Regions from separate parts of the Mus musculus genome. Here region 2 is linked to region 1. A link is a contact called in public Micro-C data. All regions are on one chromosome and are shown on one strand. Each heading gives the region's core, a stretch centred on a gene start, on an enhancer-like site or on the middle of the called end of the contact. The rest is flanking DNA. Distances are from core to core; before and after follow the strand shown. Region 1 overlaps Fto (fat mass and obesity associated). Region 2 overlaps Fto (fat mass and obesity associated).

Evidence for each region. A called contact is a pair of places that touch in the nucleus more often than the background predicts.
Region 2: a Micro-C map of embryonic fibroblasts shows a contact between it and region 1, with 3 times the contacts expected there. The contact joins two enhancer-like sites. A contact is called at or near these places in 7 of 484 Hi-C or Micro-C datasets (adipose-derived mesenchymal stem cells, cortical glia, cortical neurons and 3 more) and 2 of 115 datasets of contacts at active chromatin or transcription factors (double positive thymocytes and kidney).

The regions. Positions count from the first base shown.
Region 1 is chr8:91,379,791-91,383,361 of GRCm38.p6, reverse strand. All of the region lies in intron 1 of Fto (fat mass and obesity associated), which reads right to left. Among named protein-coding and RNA genes, the nearest start is that of Fto, 68 kb to the right of the region's middle. Within about 2 kb of position 2,016, at least 87 of the 459 cell types and tissues checked have an H3K27ac peak or open chromatin away from gene starts, as enhancers often do. A contact at or near this core is called in embryonic fibroblasts, where this site is marked.
Region 2 is chr8:91,614,532-91,618,102 of GRCm38.p6, reverse strand. The region is part of intron 8 of Fto (fat mass and obesity associated); the gene reads right to left. Among named protein-coding and RNA genes, the nearest start is that of Gm36325, 98 kb to the left of the region's middle. Within about 2 kb of position 2,027, at least 31 of the 459 cell types and tissues checked have an H3K27ac peak or open chromatin away from gene starts, as enhancers often do. A contact at or near this core is called in embryonic fibroblasts, where this site is marked.

The DNA.
Region 1 (3,571 bases), core at 767-3,266:
CTGCGGGCACTGCATTCAGGTGGTGCACAGGCACACTTGTGGACAATAACACTCCTACACACAAAACAAAAATAAATACCAGTTTTAAACACTAAATTTTAAAAAAATAGAGCCTAGGAATTCTTTTCCTGGGCTAAGAAACAGAGACTAGGAAGGAATTTTTTTTTTTTTCCTTTTGATGGCTAAGCTCTAGAATGGAAAAGAAATTAGCCTTGAAGAAACAGACACTAAACTCTTCTTCCACTCTGTGCTGCTGCTGGAATCTTCCTAATTAGTCTCTAGTCAAGTGGTTTGGCAAAAGACCCTCATGATCAATACTATTCTCATAATATTATATTAGTATTTGCTTGCTTTACTCTGTGGTTGAAGAGAATGCATGACCTTGCATGTGGACAATCAGTCCAACCCGCAGAAACACAGAAGAGAAGAGCCATCTGGATCGGGGACAGAAAGGAGAAATAAATGTCAAAGAGTTACTAAGTTTGGATGGACACAGGAGTAAGCCCTGGTGACTCTAGCTCACATCAATGTACAATTTCTAAGTTGTTAAAAAAAACCAGGTTCTAAATGATAATTAAGTGATGGATATGCTAATGAGCTTCCTTTAACCATCCCACAACATATGTACCAGTCATAATGTCACAATGTACTCCATTTACACAATCATTTATTAATTTAAAAAACTATCATTGTACAAAATAAACAAATAAAAATAAAAAATAAGCTGACCCTTGTCAAGTTTCAGTACATTATCAAGGAAAATATGACGATTTAACACTAAGAAGCCCACTCAAACACTCTCCCTTCAAGACCTGAGGAAGACTGGATTTTGTTCATAAGCCTCAACCAAAACAACACAGCAGAACAAAACAGTAGAACAACTAGGTACAACATCAGCTATGAAAACCCAGTTTTGCTAGACAATAAAAAGATTTGCTAATATGTAAATCTTTTTGATAAAGTTTTGTATTGGAAAACTTATTTTTTATATAAAAAAGTCACAGTCACTGCTATTATTAAATGAATAAAGTTGTTTTGTGATTCTTCTGTTTGTTTCCAAACATAGTAACTGCCTGGAGACAAGCCTCTACAGAAACAAGAGGTTTGGGGATTCTAAATAAACTTTACTACAAAAGAGCTGGGAGAACAAAAGGTTTGAGAACTTCTAAAGAAAATATATTAATAGCTGCCTTCACATACACACACACACACACACACACACACACACACATATGCATAGGCACACATACAAAGCACATGCACACATGTGCACACACATAGCATCACTCTGTAGACAGAAGATGAAATGGACTTCTTGGGACTTCTTGTATAATTTGTTAGAGCCCCATGCCCTACTAATTTGCATGTCTAATTTACTCAGAACCTCTCTTCCTCCTCCTCCTCGCTGGCAAGCAACCACAAATTCCACTGTGATTTCACAACCCTCACTTAAGCAAACGGCAAGGCTGTGGCAGAGTGGAGCTCCTCCAGCCTGGCAAACAGGCTAAGAGCTCAACTCCCAGGCTTTCCCTCCCAGGGTCCTTTTCAAACCCTAAATCCACAAAACACTGCATTAGTTTGCTCAAAGCAAATAGTTAATTTGTCCTTTCACTAGAAATCAAAAGGGCAAAGTCACAGAGCCGGGCTTCTGCTTCAGCCCCACGCTGACCCTCCACCATCCCCCTCTCCCCAGCAAGTGGCTGTCAGAGCCACGCAGAATCAACAGATCAATCAATCCATAACAAATATTTATACTGCCTACATGAAAAACAGGGGAAAAGAAAACTAACAATGCGGGTAATAAAATAAAAACGCCTTAGTCAACAGTGCTCTAAGAAGTCTGAACAAAGGAGAGAAGAACCTTGTGCCAAGGTGATGAGAAGAAGAAAGCAGAAAACAGCTCGCCAGGTAATAAGGGCGGCAGAGCTAAAAAGTCAGTAATCAAAGCAGCCGATCAAGCGTCGGTGATTAGACCTCTGGCTAACAGTCGGCTTCAGCAGGGGAGAGCGGGAGATAAGGCGAGGATGATAGACTGTGCCCTGATTATGGAAGGTCCAGAGAGTCTGGCTGAGTAGTCTGGATTCCATCCTGAATGTAATAAGCAGCCACAAAAGGCTTTTGAGAAGGACAGGAACACAGTGAAGGCATAATTTTGGTGAGAGAGAGAGAGAGAGAGAGAGAGAGAGAGAGAGAGAGAGAGAGAGAGAGAGAGAGTGTTTAATTTGCTGCCCTGTGTTTTAACTCTATTTATAATATGGTTCAGTTCAAAGGAACCAAGACTGGAGGTCGGAGGGCCAGATAAGGAAGATGACTGAGAAAGCCCAGGGAGGCAGGAGCTGGGCCTGAACCAGGGGGTGGAGACTAAATTGTAGCATCTAGAGCTCCAGGAGCCAGAGAGGACCATAATGAACACAGTGCCACAGTGGTAGTGGGAGTTAACAGCACTGACCACATACTTAAACAGTACCTGCTTAGCTATTTGCTGTGCTGGGAAAGAAACAAAAAACTGGTTTGAGTCAATTTGTAGCCAAGGCTCCGGAGAAGTGTTAGGCCTCACCAGGCTCCTGGCCTGATCTACGAGACTCAGAAAGAAAATCAGCACCAGGAACCTTGGGCTTTTTCTGCAGACAAAGTAGTTGTCCCAACACTGGATTTCCAGCACAAGGCCAGAAAGGTCACAAACTCATTCCACTTAAACATCAGTTGTCACGGTGGCACCTTCCTTTTTCCTGGCTGTCTCTGGCTTCACCTATAGCTGTCTGTCCTTACAAACGGACCATTCTAACCATGGCTTCCTGATCCTCTCCTGCCCACATGTGGCAGATGTGGGACTCCTTGACAGGCTAGCCCGTAACACTGCTTCGGAAGCCACTACAGCTTAGCTTTGAGCCCAGTTCTCTGCTCCTCAGGAGGATGCTATACAGAAACAACCTCTCGTCACTGCTTCCTGCAACCAAACCCATACACACACCATAGGTAGACATGGATGTGAACAGAGGCAGAAGCGTCAAAGTGCCAGGTGTTTAAAGTGAGCTAGAACTCACAAAGAAAGCCCTGCTCCAAGCAAATGTACTTAATCTCAGCACTCAGGAGGCGGAGGCAGGCGGAGGCAGGCGGATCTTTGTGAGTCTGAGGCCAACCAACCTAGTCTACAGTCAGTCAGGGCTACACTGAGAAACTCTTGTCTAGAAAAAACAAATAACATATAATATACATGTATGTCCTCCAAGCATGAGTGGCAAAGTCCAAGAGAACTTAACTTGTAACAACCTTTTGTAACAACCGCCCCTTTAAGATCTCTACAATTCATCTTGGCGTCAACACCGGAAGCTCCTTAGGCGTCCTGGGTGATTATAACCACACCTTACATTTATTTGGGGCTAGGAAAATAAATACAAGCAGAGGTATTTTAAAGAGTTCCCATTTATTTTTCAGCAGACACAGGAGAGCAGAGGGCGTTATGCCAACTGTAGGAAATGAGAGAATCAAAGCAAAGATACGGTATACAGGCTGCCTATGGTCACGGAGGATAAGCTAATGGCCCAACTAAAGTATTTCTTGCTTTCAACTT
Region 2 (3,571 bases), core at 778-3,277, 230 kb before region 1:
TTACTAATTGTCCCCAGCACTTTAGCCTTACAAATCTGGACTGCCAGTGACAATGGCACAGTTTCCACTGCCAAAAACATACCGAGAGGTTTCCTTGCCCAGGAAAGACAGAGAGAGACACTAATAGCTAGGTACCGTCCTCACAGCAGTTAACAAAGACTTCCTGTCTCACACCTGCCCCATCCCTGCACTGCTATAAGCCCATTGGCTAGACATGGATCTCCTCTCTCTGTCTAGGAAAGAAGCTGGAGGGATGGCTGGAGACACGCAAACACATGTGCAGAGGTGAACATGGACACTGGGATCTCACACGCACTCACCTTCCTCCCCTGCTGCCGGAGTTTCTAGCTGAATTGAGGATCTATTAGTAATCAAATTTCAGCCTCAATTTTATGGTTAGTGTAATGGAGTTAATTTCTCTAATGCTAGCAGTTCATGGAAGGGGTCTCTTGCGGCAGCACAGACCTGGGACCTGCGGCAGCTGTCAGAGATGCCGCTAAGGAATTCCTTATTAGCTAAGATGCAACCAGGCAGAAAACTCATTACACAGTGCTAAATATACTTAATCACATCTATTAGAGAAAAATGAACTTGATAATTACAACAAATAACTAAACTGCAGAAAGTGTTTAAGGCAAAGGGGAAAAAAAATCCATGCCAGGATCTAAATGTACGGGGGCCCTGGGCTGAACCACACTGAGGGGGAAGCAGGGAACTTATATGCAGCTTTGTGCTGAAGGAGAAATGGTCTGTCGGTTGGTTGGTCTCCAGGTAGGTGGAGCTGGCGCAAGGTGCCTATGAAAATGATGCATTTACATTTCAAAACTGCCCTTGTTTATTTGGTAGGTGTAAAATTTTAATTGAAGAGAAATCTTCTGGGTGAGAGCTGTGTTTGCAGATGGAATCCTAGGTGGGGTGACAGGGAGGGCCTTCGAGGGAGGGAGCCCACAGCAAACTCTCAGCTTGAAGAACGGGGATCTGCGACAGCTGTGTGGCACAAGACCACCTTTCCGGAACCTAACGAACGCCGAATCAAATTTTTCTGCTTTTCTTGGTCACAAAACTGAAGTCCCAAAGTGGGGAGACCTTTAATCACGGCTGCCTAGGGAATTTCCTTAAAGAGTCCTGGAATGAACATCACCTATTCATTTTTCCAGACTCAGATCCTTAGAAACTGGGGGAGAGAGAGCAAACCCATTTTTTGTTGTTGTTGTTGTTTTGTAGCCCAGGTAACCCTGCACTTTTGCTCTTCCTGCCTTAAGGCTCCAGAACACTAGACTTGCAGGCACGCGCTACCACACTCAGTTTAAAACTAGACATTTTGAGAAGTGGATGCTTGCCAGTCCTAGAGACAGGGATAGTTTGGGAGCACATGCTAGTCCCTCTCAGAGTCCAGTTGCAGGAGCATAGGAGGAGGCTGGCTTCAGCCTGGATGGACCCTTGCCTCTGGTGTGTCCCCCACAGAAAGGACAGACAGAGACATGGGTTTTCGGCAGAAAAGTGGCCATATGAGTTCATCTCAAAAAAACAAAAAACAAAAAACAAAAAACTGCTGAACAAAATTCCATTGTCCTCTTTGGCCACTGGTGGCAGCAGCAGCAGAGCCTCTTCCTTGCTCTGAATTCTGGGAAAGAGAATTCAGGCCTGTGCAGCAGGACAATCACGGGGAAACACTTTCCTCCTAGAGCTCACATCTGAAGGAGAATGAGAATAGAAGCGATGGGCCAGATGGGCCAGATCTCTCTCACTCCTGTTTCCTGATTCGGAGTTCACATTCTGATCAGACTGCTTGGTGAACGGCCTTTCTGGTGGGTGAAAGGCATTCTGGTTTGGTCACAGAGCATCTATCTAGCTGTCTGGTTACCCTGCCACAGTTTTCCTCCAGGAAATCTCGTCTTAGCTCAAGAACTCACATACAGCTCAGTCACCTCCATCCTGGCAGAGAACACTCCCTGGTTAAACCAAGGCAAGTGAGCGGGTGTACTAGGAATGCTACGTAGCCCTCAATTCCCCATAGGAGATGGACATGGAGGGTCAGCTGTTGCAACCACTTCTTGGTGACCCAGAGGACAGACTGAATGGGAAGGGGACTGACTCACAGAAGTCGGAGCAGCACATAGACAAAATAACAGACCCCAGCATCATACTCTACAAAAGCCAGGCACCAGGACTTTTGCAGAAATATGAGCCAATAAATTAGCATCCCCATGACAAATCTCTCCCCTAACCTCAGCCAGGCTCCTGCCCACTGAAGGAGTCCCGACAGAATTTCACTTGTTCACTGTTAACCGCAAGACTCTGTGTGGACTCATCTGCCCTATGAGAGGACAAAGAAGTGACACAGGAGAATGATGTGCCTCAAGGGAGATGACCCAAGCCAGGGGACCACTGCCTCTGTGCTCAGTGCCTTAGGAGAGGGCCTATCAGACCTAGGCTACTGGAAGGCAATGGTCAGGCCCTGGCCCTTAGCCTGGCAGAGATCAGAGGCCACAGGAGTACCAGCCCCAGCCAGACATGCAGCTGCATTGCGTTTCATCACGTATCAATTTTTACTGAAAAGAAAACCATACAAATTTAATCAGCTCTTCATATGGAAACATTTAACTTTTTTTCCCCTGGAGTTGTTTGATATTATTGTTTTAAGAGTCAGGATAAAAAAAAAAAACAGTCAAGATGTGTGATAGTAGTGGACATCCATTTCTGGCAGGAGTGCAAGTCTCATTTCCAGTAGACTCGAGTCTTAAATGCACTGGCGTCTCTGCCAATTGCCTGGCTCGATGAAGAACATATTACATGCCCATAACCATGAAGAGGACAAGGGGATCCATCCTGCACAGCTCTCATCGGACTCAAGCTGAGAATGAGACGGTCTGAGGAAAGCTCCGGCTTAGGGCATGCTGGTAGGGCATCTAAACCTCAGGGGTTTACAGTCTCTCCTTTGCCCTTCAGAGATGTTATCAACTAGCCTTGCTCCAGAGCTTCTACGCTCCGAAAGCCTGTAACGTGGAGCTCTTACATACTACCTATTAAAGAACTGTGTTCTCTCTCAGTAGCCATAAAATGTAAAACACCTCTTAAAAGAGACTTTCTCTGTTTCCCAGCCAAGGGCACACGAGATGAAAGAAGCTGACTTTTAAATACAATTTTAAAACACCGTGTTAAATAAAATGATGTATCGATACATGCTAGGTGATTCAAACACCAGCTCTGCTTTTGAGATCGTGGGCACTCTGGAATGTCCAAGTGATGTAATCGAAGGGAAAGCCAAGAACTTTGTCTCAGAAAAAAGTTCTTCAGAAGCCCAGGGCAGAGAAGAAGGAGCGCTGGGACCAACTGGATTTGGATCACCTGGCCCACAAGGGTCCCGCAAAGGGTGACCAATGCCTAGCCAGGACAAGAGCCTGAACTGTTGGAGCCAGTGTCAAATCCTTAGAGACTTCAAACCCTAACATGTTTAGAAAGCCATTTGTATTGACAGAATGCTGGCAATGCAGCCATTAAGAGTCCAGGCAACAGCTAATTCCTCTCGGTGTCACTTCAAGATGGCGTTACCTGAGCCGGGCGGTGGTGG